Linked DNA regions of Mus musculus: regions 2 and 3 are each linked to region 1. Evidence: chromatin contacts called from public Hi-C and HiChIP or PLAC-seq data. All regions are on one chromosome and are shown on one strand. The core of a region is the stretch at or near the end of the contact, and the rest is flanking DNA. Distances in the headings are between cores, read along the strand shown.

Region 1 (2,700 bases), core at 116-2,615:
CATTGGCCCTAGAATCTTGGTGCGTCCAATGGAAACAGATTTATCTTCTATCTTGCCAAATCCCCACACTGGATCCTCATCCTGCCAAAACAGCTATTACGGGAGAAAAGAGCCTTGTAGAAACCTCTGACAAGCATCAAGGGAGGAGGAAGGCTACTGACGCATAGCTTGTCAACAGCGATTGTCCATTTGGTTCCTGGCTTACAGCCCTTATAACCAACCACTCTACTCTCACTACCAAAAAAAAAAAAAAAAAAAAAAGTACTCTGCCCAAAAAACACTCTTGCTTGTGATTTCAGAAATCAGTATCACTATGAAAAAGCTGATGAATCGGGACTGCTGAATCCTATCATATCTGCACTTACACTGCCTGCTTAACTGGGTGAGAGCCAAAAACATTTTGGGACATGATTATGGATTGCCAAACTCTAACCAGGTGGCAACTACTAATTCCGTAAGTAACTCCAGATGAGGTATGTTGGGTCGGTGACTATTAGGATAATCCCTGATGACAAGTATATGGCTTGTGACCCGATAAACATCTCTTCTACCATCAGTGAGAGACACAGAGATGCTGTCACATGACAGAAACAGCAGTACCTACTGTTCACTGTCATACCAGAGGGCTAATGTGTGCACTGCTGTCATGGTATGGTCTAGACTCCAGAGCAGTGGTCCTCAACCAGCGAGTCTCAACCCCTGTGGGGATGACCGACCCCATCACAGAGGTCATGTATCAGATATCCTGTACATTATATATCTACACTACAATTCATAATAACAGCAAAATTAAAGTTATGAAATAGCAACAGAAATAATTTTATGGTTGGGTGTCACCACAACGTGAAGAACTGTATAAAAGGGTGACAGCATTAGGAAGGTTGAGAACCACTGCTCTAGAGGGACCTCCACAGGCCATCACACTGATCCACCACACTGATGACATTAGCTTCATTGTCCCAGTCAACAAGAAACAGCAGAACACTGTGGACACCTATGCAGATCGTTCCCTAGGCTTCGCTGCTCAGAGACAGGATGTCCTGTCTCAAGTGAGAGATGACACTGCCTCCACTGAGCCATGAGCAAAACAACCCAGACTTCATGTCTGGAGAGAAACCCGCAAGGACTGCCAATTTTTATTGACACCTACTCTATAAAAAGGTGCTATAAAGAGGAGAGCTGCCCTAGTCCCTGCCTTGTCACACTCAACAGAGATAGAAATGACGCTGGAGGGAAGGATGGTTTGAGGTGTCTCTGATGAGTGTCAGGAGAAGAGTGACAGCTGCTGCCCCTCAGCGTTTGCCAACAGCTACTGCCCATTTGGTTCTCGGTTTGGTACTCTGCCTGGGAAGAGTTTGAACAGTTCTCTGTGCACATCCAAGTACTGAAAACAGGAACAGGAAATGAATAGGGCACTATTTGAGTCACTATGTATGTACAACAGCATTTCACTTGATATAGTAAAGGCAAAACTGATTTGTGGCAGGTCTAGATGGCCTAAGTTTATGTGCAGGGATAAGTGTTAGATTACAGGATTTAAACCAAGATGGTCGGATGTTGGAGGTTTTTAATCCATGTATCACACTATCTCGTCAATACATATATACATATTCAGGAATAAATGGAGAAGACTTGTGAAGTTTTTGTTTTCTTTTTTGGTTTGAGACAGGCTTTTTCTATGCTGCCCAGGCTGGTCTTGAACTTCTGGGCTCCAACAGCCCTACCTACCTCAGCCTCCTAAGTAGTCAGGGCTCTCCAGGAGCATGCCACCGTGCCTGTCTTTTGTGAACTTACTTTTAAGTAGTCAAAAATAAAATTAGGAAAAAGTAACATTATTTTTACTAGAAATTCAATTCTTCTTTATTCCATAAAAGCCAAGCAATCAAATTCTACAGAAGTGTCCTCTGATCACACTAAACAGAGCAGAATGAAGAGGCCTGTCCAAAAAAGGGGGGTGGTGGTGGGGGGGGGAACAGGAAAAGTCGTTCAGGTCACATGGGACTAAATGGGAAGTTTGGGGGAAGTTCAATTGTATTAGCTTTTCAAATAATAGTAACAATAATAGCAATAATAGCAATAATAGTAATAACAGGAAAGGGGTTTCTCTTCACTCTAGCAGCAGGACTGAAGATCATCTTGCAGTTGTTCTTGGGGGCAGCTGACCGGCCTTGGCATATGAGACATGGCTCCATTGAGACTAAATCATCAGATGCTAATTCACAGCAGAAAAGGTAAGCTTACAATCCAGGCATCATTACTACAGGCACATTCAACAAGACAGAAAGAAATGGGTCAGGAAAGAAGACCTGTCGGAGACCAGCCAGATCTGAAGAGGGACAACGGATACAGCAGCGGAACACAGCAGCTGGTAAACAGTACACAGCAGCTCTCACCTGGGAGCGATTCTGCAACAGCTGAAGACGTTTCTAGTGGTCTATACTCGGGGGGAGGGGCGGGGGGGGGGGTCAGGAATGTCACAGAGCATCTAATATGCACAGGACTTCCCCACAGCAAGAAAATTATCTGATCCAGTGTCAGTGCCGAGGTCATGAAACTAGTGCAGAATGATAATGCTGAGAGACAGCCATTTTTCTTTGGTGATATGGCCCACTGGAGTATGGACAGCCACACATGTGGGCTAAAATGGTGTCTGCGTCCGGTCCACTACAGGGCTAGGGCCTTTCAAGGAGGCAGGACGCA
Region 2 (2,700 bases), core at 173-2,672, 89 kb after region 1:
AGAACAACAGACAAATAACTAAGAAACTTGTTATGAAATAGGACTTGGTCTATAAGACACTAAAAAAATCAGAAATGGGGCAGAGTCCAGAAAATATTCCAAGACTGGTGCATATACAAGATCTTACACATTTTCAAAGTAGCATTTCAAATTAGTTGAGAGAAGATAAACATCTCAGAGATAATTTGCTATCTTCAGACTTCTGGTATTTTAAGATCTAAATGTCTCCTGTAATACAAAAAGAAAAAAATCATGAAATTATTTCTAAAGTGAATAGAAACAAATATTTTTAATGAACTTTGGGTAGGAAAGTACTTTCTGAGGCTGACAGAAGGCCATGAAGAAAACGACAGATTGGCCAGATCCAGAGATTTAACACCTTGAGCTCAAACCTGTTCTTCCTTGCATATTTTCTTCTCCTCAGGAGTCCCAGAGGCTAGCCGTGTTCAGCAATGACAGCATGTAAGGAACAGGGCTTGGAGCGGGGAGGTGTCCTGTGGGCTGGGCTGGGCATCACTGCATGCCCGGGGAAGAAAAAAGGATTTCACATTTAGGGGGTTGATATATAGGCTTGCCAAACATTTTAAAATGAATTAAATGGAGTAAAGATTCACTTATACCTTCCCCTCAACACCAACATAATTTCCACACTGTACAAGACAACATACTGAAATAAAGAGATGAGCAGGGTGTAGTAGTCCACACCTGTAAACCCAGTGCTTGGTGGCAGAGATGTGTATGCTCACAGTTCCAGACCATCCTGTCCTACATAATGGAATTCTAGGTCAGTTAAAGCTACGTATCAAAAAGCCAAAATAGGGGCTGGAGAAGTCGGTGCTTAAAAGTACTTGTCCTACCAGAGGACCCAAGTGCTTTCCCAGTGCCGTTATCAGCACAAGGCTCTGGGAACCCAAGCTCCAGGGGATCCCATACTTTCTTCTGGTGTTCATGGGCACAGGTAAACATGCACGCGCATGTGCGCGCGCGCGCGCGCGCGCACACACACACACACACACACTGTAAATAATAACAGTTTTAAAAGTAATCCAAGTATGGTGACACACACCTGTGTTCCCAAAACTTGGGAGACAGAGCAAAAATATTAGGATTCTTGGCTACACTGTAGTGAAAACTTTGGTTTCTTAAAAAACCCAGTTACATGAATATGTTTTTGGTTAATCCCAGGTGTGGGGTAAGAGGCTGCATATAGCAGGCGATTACGATTTGCCTTGTGTACTAACAGGGCTGTGATTTTTGCCAGCTGCAGATAGTTCAATTCTGGGGATTCCAGAGAAGATACAAATGAGAGACCCCGAGAGGGCCTGTGGGGGTTGCTGCTCTCCTTGCTGCTGTGTTTGCTTCAGTTACTGGTTTGCTGCACTGTTGAATATTCTGACAAGTATTGGGATTGCTCAACGTCCCTATTCAACAGGAAGTGGCCTAGAGTAGTGTGCATTCCCCTTTCTCTCTAACCTTCATTTCCTCCTAACTACTGTGGAGGCGGAAGGGATCAGGGTGGGAAAAAGGTTGGAAGGGAGGCAGAGGTATAAGAATCCAATAAAAGGACAGCCAGGGCTATACAGAGAAACCCTGTCTCGAAAAACCAAAAAAAAAAAAAAATAATAAAAAAAAAATAGTAAATTGATATACCAACACTACACAGCAAGTTCAAGGCCAGCATAGGCTACCCTGTCTCAAACAATGACTTACAAAAAGAATATCTTCAATTGTAACAAAGGATTATTATTTATAATATATAAAGAATTTATTTAAAAAAAAAAAAAGAAACAAAAGCAAATAACCAAGGGGTTGGGAGACAAAGTAGAGAATTGTCTTGGTTAATGCTTTATGCTGGGAAGGGACACCATGACCAAGGCAGTTTATACATTTAAAAAAGGCATTTAATTGGGTGCTTGCTTACTGTTTTAGAGGGAAAGTCCATGACCATCGTGGAGTGTATCAAAGTAGCAGGAGTGGAGGAACTGGGAAGAGTGCGCGCGGGGGGTGGGGAGGGGGCCAGTGGCCACGGGGGCGGGGGGGGGTGGCGGGGAGATAAAGGGGAGTGGAAGAGAACTGGTGTCCAACCAGAGTTCCAGTGCTCTGGGCGGGCAGACTGCTGCACGCTTTCCGCAGCCCAGGGTGGGTGTCTGCCTGTGGGAAGCCACAGAATTCCAGCTCGGCCTGGGGTGGGGGGTGGGGAGTGGGGGCGTGGACAAAGGGCAGCCCTAGGCTCCAGGTTCTCAGCCTTGGGCATTCCATGCTGGATACTACGGAATAGCTGAGAACAGAATGCCTCCCACCCCCAGGGGGTGCGGCTCAGTCAGCTCGGTCAGTCCCAGGGCCAAAGGGAGGAAAGGGCAGGGAGAGAGGGTAGTTCTCACTTGGTGGGGGGTAGTTCCCACTTGGTAGGGGTGGGGAGGTGGGGGCTGTGAGGATGGTAACTACGTGACAGGAGCCAGGTGCTCAGGAGACATGGCTGAACTCTTGCCGTCCCATGCAGGTGGAAATCTCTGGCCATCGGGGCTCTGGGGTTCAAGACCTATGCTTGACTGGAGACCAGGCTGCCAGTGCTCAGCCACTGCCCCTCAAAAGAGCTTACGTCCTAATCCAAGGCAGCAGGCAGAGGGAAACTGAGATTGGGCCTAGCCTGGGCATTTGAAACCTCAAAGCCCTCTCCCAGTGACATACTTCCTCCAACCA
Region 3 (2,700 bases), core at 161-2,660, 110 kb before region 1:
GGCTCAGTGGTCTGTTCTGTGAACCTCAGTCTTCTCACACACTGTTGGGCAACACCTGCTCTGCTGCCAGCCGGTGCTGTCCAGGAGAGCAACAGGCTAACTAGAAAGATGTGTCCAGGCGTCTCTGCACAGCCACAGCCCACCTAACCTCCCTCTGTCTGTGTGCCTCTCAAAGCAGGGAAGCCTGGATAGTTATGAACCTTTTCTACCAACAGTGTGTCCTGGGTACTTTATCACCTTTTTCTGCATGTCAATTAAATGCTGGTGTGTTTTTGTTTGTAAATACAGGAATCTGTCCTTGAAGGAATCTGAAAGCTCGCTAACAAAAAACGATATCCATGAACCTCACCTTCTCCAAAATCCAAAAGTAAAGGAAAATTTGTCTGAGAAAAAGGAGTAAATTCAGCCTCGAGTGATTTGATTTCTTCATAGAACTAGGCAACAGCATGTTTTGAGGGTTTGTGGACTTCACTTATCTCGGTGTGTAAGTTGTTTGATTTGTTTCTTTATAGAATCTGAGACTTTGCTTTATGTGCGTGAATTCTGGGATCTATTTACTTTATTAGCTATTAAATAAAATTTGCCAGGAAATAAAATGTGGTTTCGTATTATGTGGTTTCTTATTCAACACAAGTCCTTTTGAATCAAGGAAATCTGAGTGTGCGTTCTAAAGCCTAAAGCCCATTACAGTCTTAGAATCACCGTGATTCACTGACAAGTCCACGTTTCGGTCCATCGTGGTATAAAAAGTCCTGCGTTGCTATCTTACTGTTTGGTATTCCCGACGTGGAAAGTTAGAAATCTGCAGCGAAATGTTCGCGAATCTATAAACTAGCCTTGCCCTCAGTGACATTTCATATCTGATACTCAGAACCTGCAAAGAGGAAACCGCGCTGATTCCTATCCCGGTTCAGAGAATCTGGCTGGGCTGCGGCGAGAACCGCGTCCGCCACGGGCTGCAGCACTGAGTCCCGCCGGCGCCGGGGTCAGCCTGAGCCTGTGGGCGAGCGGGTGCCGAGGCCGGAAGGCGGCCGTGGCGGTGGCGGGTCTCTAGGTCACGGTGTACTGAGGAAAGGCTTCTACTGCAAGAATCTTCACCTTGTAGAATTAAAGGCGGACGGGGACGCACACGCGACGGCTCTGCTCCTGAAGTCCCGCTGTACTAAACCCCCGGGTCCCGTCCCAGCTGGACCACCGTAAACTACTCTCAACCTTCCGGCCAGAGGGGGCGGGGCCAGGCGTCCGCCCCACCCCCGAGCGGTTTGATTGATGAGTCTATCCGCCGAGGGGGCGGCTCCGGGACGCCGCTGCCCCTAACCCAAGGGCTCGGGTGGGAGACCCTCTCGGCCCGACGTGGCTTTGCTGGCTTCGGACGCCCACATAAAAGGCGGCGCAGAGCCTGGACAAGGATGGAGTGACCCACCCGCTCGACGCCCTTGGCCGCCTAGCCCTGCTCAGCCGAACCCCGCACGGCCGCTGCGGTGGGGGGAGGAAAGGTGAGGTGACGCCAAGTCCGAGGTGAGGCCGAGTCCTGCAGCCCCGTTTCCCCGGGCGGGCGGGCGGGCGGGCGGGCGGGCGGGGTGTGTCAGCGGGGACCGGAGCCTGAGCCCTGGGCGCCTTCAGGAGCAGCTCAGCACCTGGGGACTCGAGGGCGAGGGCGAGGCCGCGAGGCCGGGGCTCACGGCCGCCCGCTCCTTTGCAGTGCACGCCGGGGAAATCGGAGCCGGAGTCGCCATGGAGCGCGGCCGTCCCGCTAGCAGCCCACGCAGCGCGGAGTCCGCCGCGCCGCCCGCCGCCGCCCGCGACTGGAGCCCAGGACCGACCGGGACCGGGCCAACAGGCCTCAGCGGGGTCGCGGCGCGCTCCGGGGGTGGCCGTCCAGCCGCCGCGAACGCCGCGCGGGAGCGCAGCCGAGTGCAAACCCTGCGACACGCCTTCCTGGAGCTGCAGCGCACGCTGCCGTCGGTGCCGCCAGACACCAAGCTGTCCAAGCTGGACGTGCTGCTGCTGGCCACCACCTACATCGCCCACCTCACCCGCAGCCTGCAGGACGACACCGACGCGCCCGGAGACCCCGGTCTGGGCGCCTTGCGAGGCGACGGCTATCTGCACCCAGTTAAGGTAGGCGACTCTTCTGGGCTAGGAGCCCTCGAGCCACACTGTCACCGCCTGAGCAGATCCCACGGATCTGGCATTCCTCCCAGCCACCTGGGCGATGGTGACAAGGTCCCCACTGCAAGAGGCTGCTTCTTAACAGTTTGCAATCTAGAGGCTGGAGCGTTTAATTCTACCTGGACTCGCACACAAATTTCTCAAGCTTGGTAAAGATTTTCGGTCTTTCAGGGTGAAAAATAGGTCGGCTGTTGTACCTTCTGACTACCTGGTAACAACTAAGTTACATTCATGCCTTCGAGTGTCAAGTGTCTTTAACTTAAATAGTTGCATTCCTACTGTCTTTTTCTTGAGCTAATCCAAAAGCTTCATGAATTAAACGGAATCATGGAACTAATTCTTGGCCCCTAAAGTAATTATTAAAAAAAAAAAAAACCTGCCAAAATCATTAAAAACAAATGAGAGCATTCAGCATCCCCATAGAGTAAAATTTCAATCACAGTTAAATCTAGTGGAATATACAGCCACCAAGAATGTTAGAAGAAAACCCATGTTTCCATTAACTGTCATATTAGATTGCCTGTATGT

Evidence for each region. A called contact is a pair of places that touch in the nucleus more often than the background predicts. HiChIP or PLAC-seq counts read pairs in DNA pulled down with a chosen protein or histone mark.
Region 2: a contact with region 1 is called in a Hi-C map of bone marrow-derived macrophages, with 2.3 times the contacts expected there. The contact joins two enhancer-like sites. A contact is called at or near these places in 2 of 15 datasets of contacts at CTCF or cohesin (the NIH/3T3 cell line and large pre-B cells), 32 of 484 Hi-C or Micro-C datasets (the 63-12 cell line, CD4 T cells, the CH12 cell line and 22 more), 6 of 115 datasets of contacts at active chromatin or transcription factors (CD8 T cells, bone marrow-derived dendritic cells, embryonic stem cells and 2 more) and 2 of 9 other capture datasets (adipose tissue and embryonic stem cells).
Region 3: an H3K4me3 HiChIP or PLAC-seq map of the 230-238 cell line shows a contact between it and region 1, with 20 read pairs. The contact joins the promoter of Tcf24 here to the enhancer-like site in region 1. A contact is called at or near these places in 3 of 39 promoter capture datasets (the C10 cell line, cranial neural crest and embryonic stem cells), 1 of 15 datasets of contacts at CTCF or cohesin (the NIH/3T3 cell line), 4 of 484 Hi-C or Micro-C datasets (embryonic stem cells and regulatory T cells), 5 of 115 datasets of contacts at active chromatin or transcription factors (the 230-238 cell line, effector CD8 T cells, embryonic stem cells and 1 more) and 5 of 9 other capture datasets (adipose tissue, embryonic stem cells, liver and 2 more).

The regions. Positions count from the first base shown.
Region 1 is chr1:9,857,841-9,860,540 of GRCm38.p6, reverse strand. The region is part of intron 2 of Sgk3 (serum/glucocorticoid regulated kinase 3); the gene reads right to left. Among named protein-coding and RNA genes, the nearest start is that of Mcmdc2, 49 kb to the left of the region's middle. Within about 2 kb of position 1,365, at least 61 of the 459 cell types and tissues checked have an H3K27ac peak or open chromatin away from gene starts, as enhancers often do. A contact at or near this core is called in the 230-238 cell line, adipose tissue, bone marrow-derived macrophages and 3 more, where this site is marked.
Region 2 is chr1:9,768,488-9,771,187 of GRCm38.p6, reverse strand. It overlaps 1700034P13Rik (RIKEN cDNA 1700034P13 gene), which reads right to left. Exons shown (of 4, transcript NR_040462.1): 3 at 393-516; 4 at 1-228. Among named protein-coding and RNA genes, the nearest start is that of Gm39590, 6.4 kb to the left of the region's middle. Within about 2 kb of position 1,422, at least 40 of the 459 cell types and tissues checked have an H3K27ac peak or open chromatin away from gene starts, as enhancers often do. A contact at or near this core is called in bone marrow-derived macrophages, where this site is marked.
Region 3 is chr1:9,966,520-9,969,219 of GRCm38.p6, reverse strand. Tcf24 (transcription factor 24) reads left to right here and starts at 1,410. Exons shown (of 3, transcript NM_001285425.2): 1 at 1,410-1,496; 2 at 1,703-2,121. The coding sequence starts at 1,735. Ppp1r42 (protein phosphatase 1, regulatory subunit 42) reads left to right here. Exons shown (of 9, transcript NM_145692.2): 9 at 289-598. The coding sequence ends at 400.